Linked DNA regions of Danio rerio: all the other regions are linked to region 1. Evidence: chromatin contacts called from public HiCAR-type data. All regions are on one chromosome and are shown on one strand. Each heading gives the region's core, a stretch centred on a gene start, on an enhancer-like site or on the middle of the called end of the contact. The rest is flanking DNA. Distances are from core to core; before and after follow the strand shown. Region 1 holds the start of si:ch73-206d17.1. Region 2 overlaps magi3a (membrane associated guanylate kinase, WW and PDZ domain containing 3a). Region 3 overlaps magi3a (membrane associated guanylate kinase, WW and PDZ domain containing 3a).

Region 1 (2,641 bases), core at 105-2,604:
TTTGTTTGTTTGTGTGTGTGTGTGCGTGTGTGTGTGTCAGTAATAATGTCCCATGAGCAACCTCCCAAAAGACTAAACAAACGAAAAATTACCAAAACCCAAACACTTCACAATGCAATTTGAATAAAGCAAGCTTCAAGAGGGAGTTCAAGCCAAATCAACAAATAAAAAGTTCTCTAACTGATAGAAAGGAACTAAATCATCTATTAAAGAAAATCAAAATACCCTCACACCCTTCTAACATTAACAGGAGGAAAAATAATGACAAAAAGAAAAAGGGTAAAGTTTTAATAAAAAACAAAGTAAAGAGTCAATAACAAAGTACTATTGAAAAATGAAAAAATCATAATAATAAAAAAACTTAAATCAATCATTCATTCATTCATTCATTCATTCATTCATTCATGATTCTTTTCGGCTTAATCTCTTTATTAATTTGGGGTCACCATAGCGGAATGAACCCACATTGTATCCATGCATATGTTTTTAAGCAGTGGATGCCCTTCCAGCTGCAACCCATCACTGAGAAACACACTCATTCACTCTCATACACTATGGACAAATTTAGCTTACCCAATTCAACTGTACCACATGTTTTGGACTTGTGGGGTAAACCGGAGCACCAGGAGGAAACCCACACGAACTCGGGGAGAACATGCAAACTCCACAAAGAAAAGCCAACAGACCCAGCTGGGACTCGAACCAGAATTATTTATAATTTATAATTGTTTCATTATAAGCATATCTATATGGAGTACAATAGTTTGGGGGTTCTGTATTGTTTAGCCCTGGTTGAACCCCCAAAATGTGAAATTAAATTAATAACTGCAGAATATATTGGACTATTATTATGAAGTAATTTGTGTCTGTTGCATACAAAACAAAAGGAAAATCCTTTACACATTTATACATTTCAATATGGGACGTATAAATTTGCTCCTGTTACATGCATTTATATACATGAACAACATGATTTTAATGCATGTATTATGTACTTTACAAAAACAACATGCCATTTTGTTTTGCAAAGTAATATAGAACTGCATAACGTTCTTCACATCAAGTGTTAAAACAGAACTGTGAAAAACTTCTTGGTCTGATGTTGAATAATACTGCCATCTGCTGTAATAGTGCAGAGTTACACTTTCTACAAAGATTACGCCCCCTGAGAACAATGTTGTAGCATCCTGCACATGCTAAACATATACAGGCCTATAATATATTTATGATGATTCATTTCCAGTTCCAATTGCGAAGAAGTTGGAATTCAGTGTTAGGTTGCACCAAATCACAAGCAGTTCTATCTTTCCAGGGTTGAGTGGAGGTGATGGTCTTTTTTCCAGCAATAAATCTCTATCATACACTGAAAAACATTATGATCAATTAGTCATGACAGCATATGCTTGATTTTAGTTCATTGTAACTTAGTTAAGCATGTACCAACTTAAATGTATAAGATATGCAAGTCATTTTAACATAATATACATTCAATAGATTAATTTGATTCAGCTTAAAAATATAAGGCAACCAGAATTTTTTTCACCGTGTACAAGCTGAGATGCTAGCTATGGTAAGATCATCAGTCTGGAGTGAGAGAGTTCAGTCTCATCAGCACCACGAGGATAGGAAAAGCCATGTCTGAATTACAGATCCTAGAGCTGACTTGAAGATTAAGGAGAAATTGAGAAAAGAGGTCTGAGCACAGAACCCTGACTGAGGTACAGAACAGTATTTGAAAAGTATATATCGGCCTGCTGTAATTAAGAGAAAACTTGATATGGGGGTCTTTCCTCTTGCACCATATTTCCCTGCTTCAAAGAGAGAAATGTAGGAAAATTATACTCTAATTATTTGCAAAATTGTTTGGACTTTTACTTTGCATATCATAACTGAGCAAATCAATGCAGAAAAACACAGCACTCCTGGCAACAGTTAAAAGGCGTCTGTATGTGAGGTAATCATTAACTGAGTTGGTCAGTCACCCTCACGGTCATTGCTCCGAAAGCCAAAATCAAACCTTATGCTTACTGATTGTTCCCTTTACCGAAAGTGCTCTGGATCCTTTTTTTAAATTTCTCTTCTACCTTATTTTTCCAACAAGGTAAGGGTGCTAAACACTCACATCAAAAATATGTGTATTCATTGTGACTTTTGTTTTAGCTCTAATAACATATGTTCTGTGTTTTTGTAGTTCAAATGATTGTTCTAATGTCTTTTTTCAAATCAGTTTTGGAAATGTTAGAGAGACACCCACATGGCTGTCCAAGCCCAATGCAACATCTCCTCTGGCTCTGACCCAGCCTGTTGTAAGACTGTGCTGTATATTACAACCTAAATATATTTATTAAAGTGATTAATCAGATATGAAATATTCATGTAGTTATGTGCTGTATCATCCCTTTTGTTGAATGTATGACTGTACAGATGATGAAGGATCAGGTCCCCTCGCGGTCATTATTATTCCAAGCTTGCTGGCTCTCAGCACCCTGATTGTTGTGTCGCAGATAATATGGAGCTTTGTTACCAAAAGATCTTCAGCTCAGAAAATCACAAGCTCATCTTCAAATGTAAATGGTATGTGAAAAAATATTGATCTACTTTGAATACACACACAGAAAGTTGTTGTATTTTGTGTTAATAC
Region 2 (2,641 bases), core at 84-2,583, 240 kb before region 1:
CAAATGAATCAACTTACTAAACCTTTAACATGTATAAGATAATATATATACACATACATTTAAGGGGGAAATTATTAGCCCTCCTGTAAAATTTTGTTTCTCAAATGCTATTTTATTAAAGATTTTTAAAAACACATTTTAAACATAATACTTTTAATAACTAATATATAATAACTAATTTCTTTATTTTTTTGCTATAGTAACAGTACAAGTACATGGTAGCCAAATACTATTATTCAGCTTAAATTGTAATTTTACTGGGATAATTAGTGCAAACAGTGGTTTGTTCTGTAGACAATCCAAAAAATTTTCATTAATTTTCCTTTGGCTTATTTCCTTTATTCATCAGGGGTCGCTACAGCGGAATGAACCTCCAACTTATCCAGCATATGTTTTACACAGTGGATGCCTTTCCAGCTGCAGCCCAGTACTGGGAAACACACATAGACTTTCATATAAACACACTCATACATTATGGCCAAGTTAGTGTATTCAATTCACCTATGTCTTCGGACTGTGGGGGAAACCGAAGAACCCAGCGGAAACCCATACAAACATGGTGAGAACATGCAAACTCTACACAGAAATGCCAACTGACCCAGCCAGGACTCGAACCAGTGAACTTTTTGCTGTGAGGCAACAGTGCTAACCACTAAGCCAATGTGTCACACTTCCAAAACAGAAATATTTCTTAAAAACTGCTTTTATCCTAGCAAAATTAAAATAAATAAGACTTCCTGCAGAAGAAAAATTTATATTATTGGAAATACTGTGGAAAAAGTCCTCTGTTAAAGTTCGCTTGAGAAAAAAATATTTCACTAAAGGGCTAATAATTTTGATTTAATAAAAATGCCCATATTACAATAGGATTATTTTGAGAGAGGAGCAGATCGTGTTTATAGTTTGACATGGAAAGTCCTAGTAATACGTCAATGATGAGTAGTAGTCTAACTTACCAGTTCTAGTTTCACACTCCCACCTCTAGTGTTATGACTATACTTTAAGCATCTATTAACACTCTACAATTAATCATTTACATCCATTTTGCAAAATGATCCCATCTGGGCTTGATCATTCATAAAAAACAAACAAAAAAAACTCTTAACAATTCTCACTGTGAAATAAAACAAATGAACAGCATCCCAGAATGCTTTAACACATCTACAAGAGAATGTTTATAAAAGTGTTGGAAAAAAGCTGCTATGAGGCAAAATGCCAAACTCGTAATAGCTTCATAATTAGAAGTTTTTTCCAAATTACACAAGTGTGTGCGTGTGTGTGTCTCGAGGCGACATTTTTTTTTCCGGTTACTCAGTGCTTCTGAGTCATTGTTTTGTTAACACATAAACAGTCTTCTGCTTTGACTGAAAACAGCGGTCATTAAAATTTGATTGGGTGGTTAATATTTTATTGTTCAACTCTGCCCTTCACTCAGAACTAATAGAATGAAACATTCAGTCCTCAGAGGGAGTGAATCTGTGTCCAAACATCAGCGACTGGAAATGAATGAAGCCTTTGGAGGATATGTACATAAACACACAGTAATCAGATAAATACAAACCTTGAAAGGTGAGTTTTCTGCGCACGGTCAACATGACCTGGCCATTGCGGGCGGCGTTAGTCATGAGCTCCAGAACCTGTTTGTGAGATTTGCCTTTGACAGGAACGCCGTCAATACATATGAGCTCGTCTCCAGCCCGCAGCCGGCCATCTTTCTCTGCGGCTCCCAGAGGAACAATGGCACCAATGTACACCTGAGGAAAGACACTGTGGTTAAAGGTCATGCCATTGTGTGGTCTGACAATCCAGAGATTCCCATACACTGATTTATTTGTTCACATTGTGAGCACTGACATAACTCGAGTGATCATAAATGACACAAAAAAGGTAGACAGTTTGTGTCAGTTTAATTATATTATGCTGTAAAGAAATGCACAGCGTTGAATTTCATGAACACACGTCACTAAAACAAACATTCAGGTACATGGTAATCTTGTTGTCAATGCAACCAACATGATATTTTTCATAAATTAGCTTCAATAGCATAAAAAAAGCTAAAACAATGTTGTAATAACTTTATTAACTTTAATATTACTTAATAACTTAATATAAACATAACAAACATACATGTATTTGTAAATATTTTCTTTTAGAAATGATTAATCAGCACTAAATTAATTCAAATAAATCCTTCCAAAATGCCTTGCCGTTCCTCGCACACTTGTGGATTTTCCCGTCTATAGAGGATTGTGCACCATTTAAACAATGCAATGAATGACATTGAACATAAAAAGCAATATAAAGTAGACATTTTTAGTATAGAAACAAATCCAATACATTTCCCAGTAAATAGCCTAAAAGAGCACCTGCTCAGTGCTTCACATTTTCACCCAAAAATACCAAAGCAAATAATGACAGAAAAAGTTCAGAAGAGCATTCCTACATGCAAGACTTTGATCTCTGATGTTGAATTGCTGCAGCAATAAGTGAAACTAAAGCTAGTGTGTGTGACTTGGATTATAAAAATAAACTTTATCCTCCTTAAATTGCCTAGTGAATACAATATGTGACCTTGGACTACAGAACAACATGTCTTTTTTTCAAAATTAAGATTTATACATCACCTAAAACTTAATAAATG
Region 3 (2,641 bases), core at 48-2,547, 220 kb before region 1:
ACGAAAGAAACTCAAGTTTTGAATAAGATAATAGTAAATAAATTATGAATTTTTGACTTGTGACATTTGACTTGTGTCCTCTGCAATGGACATTGCGTTTTCATCAATGTACTTTGAATTTTTTGAGCTACTCTGTCAAGTCCGGTTGTACTGTTCAGAGGGCATCCTGGGGTTTCTAGTGACATGACATTTGATTGGCTGGCATGGTAGGAACCACTTCTCACACTGCATCAAAAATGGCGGACGTACAAAAAAGCACATTTTAGGAAGGAAAGAGTAAAATTTAGCTTTTTAAATGGTATTGTACTACTATTATTATTATTATTACATGTGTAATTGTTTATTAAAGTGTCAGGAACAATACATTTAGCTTTCAAAGCTGTTAACTTGTTTGTGTTTCAAAATATCATCCTTTTTTAAACGTCCACTACAGTGGACATCAGGACCATCTTAATTTAATTAATGACTGCATGTTGTAGGAGGCAGAACTGAGGCAGAGAGGATTCTTTATAAAATAGTTGAGGGAGACTCTGATTTAGAGTATGACAATCAGACAATTAGAGAATTAGAGACAATTAAAGAATGACAATCAGTTTTAAATCACCTTTATGTTAAATTTCTTCTTAAGTTAAATCACTTCTTTTTTTGAGTTTGGCTCTCTTTCAGACTAAACTGTTTTAAGAATTTCAATACAAAAGGAAAAAAATGTCTTTTGTTTTGTTATCGTTGCATGAATATAGGATTTTTATCCCTTTTCAGCCATATCCTGTACAGTTTTGTTGTCTGAGTGGCAGTTGTTTTGAACTTAAGTGGTCCTGTGGTCCACAAAAGTGGACATGCTGTAAAACTAAAAATAAAAACAAAATGTAAAAACTCTAAATTGTATCATATTTTTTTTACCCAAAGGATGTAGGAAATCACAGAAAAAAAGAAAAACGATTCTTGGGGTCTCGGGTTGATTTATTTTTATTTTAATTTAAACTTTTTAAATTAATCCCCATCCTAAAATCACATGCAAACACAACCATTCTTTGCTTTGCATGTCGTTCAGATGCTCTCTTCCTATCAGCGCGTAGTTACTTCGCCCAAATCACCTTTAATGAGGATCAAACTTTATGGTGCAAGTCTAAAGTCTGGCCATGCAAAACAAACAGCAAATAAACATAAGTAAACAGTGAGAGTCTACAATTAAACTTCTCTTAATAAAGGATAAATGTTACGGCGGGTCAAAAACAGGCTCATAAACACACCCTTTATGGCTTTTGCGATAGCTTGTTGACACACGGAGGAATTTGCATAAAGAAATTGGATGCAGATGAATTTAGCCCTCAGCATGTGCCAGCTGAAGCATGTTTACTGCACCGCACTCCAATCCACAATTAAATGTATATCTCGGTTAAACTGTTTTACGATCCTCTGTACAGACGGTTGTCTTCGGGGAGCTCAAGTACACTGGCAGTTGTTTGCTCACACCGAGTGTTTGGGAAAGCGCTGCAATTATCGCCAAACGCGACTCTGCAGGAAAGCCAGTTCCCCTGATGCTCACCCACTGATTCTGATTTATTCTATCGCTTTCTGTGTGATCCCGCTGTGGCCACTTTCACACTATTATTTACTTGAGATCTGACAAAACAACTGCACACCAAAAAATGGATGTGGTGGCTGACTTATTGTACCGTTTGATAAACATAAATGAAGTGGGGTGTTAAAGTGCATTGTGAGACTTGGATCAAATCTAACCGTACATCCAGAATCTTGCAATTCTGTAATTACAGATTTTAATGCAAAATCAAGCAAATGACACAAAATCCAAAGCAGTTTGCAACTTTTCAAACTCATTTAGCCAAAGTGTAGTTGATGAAGGCAGCGAGACTCGATTGATTTCACCTACAGTAGCTTCAACTGTGATATAAAGAAAAATTGCTTTACTTAATGGATCAAAGTGGGCAATTATATAAGTTTATTATACAGTAGAATGGCAATGCACTCACATTAAATTTAGTTAAATATAATTTCATACTCTTAATCTTTGAATAATCTGTCTTTAATAAGACAATTACTTTGATAATTTTTTGATAATCAAATGTAGGGGTGTGCGAAGAACAAAATTTTTAAGTATTGGGTCTGCAGTTTCAGTAAAGAATTACACTAAACAACAAGTAAATCAATCAATAGATAATATAACAATAAACATTTACACAGCAGTTGACTGACGATCCTTATCGTCAGGTGGATCTGCAGTGCAAATTATTAGAGAGCATACGTTTTAGGGTCAAATTGAAAATTTAAGTGCTTAGTTTTATGATGTACTTCTGTAGGGGCATCCGCCACATAAAACACATGCCAGTGTAATTGGCGGTTCATTCCACTTTGGCAAACTCTGATAAATCAGGGACGAAGGACAGTGAGGGAGTTTTAAGATGAAAGCTCTGCCATTTTTTTTTTTTTAAATTGTAAAGCAATACAAATGCCTACCATGCTGATTAAACAACCCAAATACATCATATTTGCTAAATTTTCTTCATGTTTTTAATTTGTAGAAGAGAACTGTCAACAAAAAAACTTATTCTAACTGATTAAAGTCCACTGTGTATCAATGAAGATACAGTAATCTTGGTTAATAGGTAATCACTTAATTTAT

What was found. HiCAR-type assays count read pairs that join an accessible place to other places.
Region 2: a contact with region 1 is called in a HiCAR-type map of caudal fin, with 13 times the contacts expected there. The contact joins the enhancer-like site here to the promoter of si:ch73-206d17.1 in region 1. A contact is called at or near these places in 5 of 18 Hi-C or Micro-C datasets (caudal fin, embryo, hematopoietic stem cells and 2 more) and 3 of 4 datasets of contacts at active chromatin or transcription factors (caudal fin, embryo and pancreas).
Region 3: a contact with region 1 is called in a HiCAR-type map of caudal fin, with 9 times the contacts expected there. The contact joins the enhancer-like site here to the promoter of si:ch73-206d17.1 in region 1. A contact is called at or near these places in 2 of 18 Hi-C or Micro-C datasets (hematopoietic stem cells and skeletal muscle) and 1 of 4 datasets of contacts at active chromatin or transcription factors (caudal fin).

The regions. Positions count from the first base shown.
Region 1 is chr23:29,408,116-29,410,756 of GRCz12tu, forward strand. It overlaps si:ch73-206d17.1, which reads left to right and starts at 1,355. Exons shown (of 10, transcript XM_684560.8): 1 at 1,355-2,101; 2 at 2,228-2,306; 3 at 2,425-2,574. The coding sequence starts at 2,255.
Region 2 is chr23:29,171,633-29,174,273 of GRCz12tu, forward strand. magi3a (membrane associated guanylate kinase, WW and PDZ domain containing 3a) reads right to left here. Exons shown (of 21, transcript NM_001365194.1): 14 at 1,562-1,754. Among named protein-coding and RNA genes, the nearest start is that of rsbn1, 35 kb to the left of the region's middle. Within about 2 kb of position 1,334, at least 6 of the 62 cell types and tissues checked have an H3K27ac peak or open chromatin away from gene starts, as enhancers often do. A contact at or near this core is called in caudal fin, where this site is marked.
Region 3 is chr23:29,188,049-29,190,689 of GRCz12tu, forward strand. The region is part of intron 9 of magi3a (membrane associated guanylate kinase, WW and PDZ domain containing 3a); the gene reads right to left. Among named protein-coding and RNA genes, the nearest start is that of rsbn1, 51 kb to the left of the region's middle. Within about 2 kb of position 1,298, at least 2 of the 62 cell types and tissues checked have an H3K27ac peak or open chromatin away from gene starts, as enhancers often do. A contact at or near this core is called in caudal fin, where this site is marked.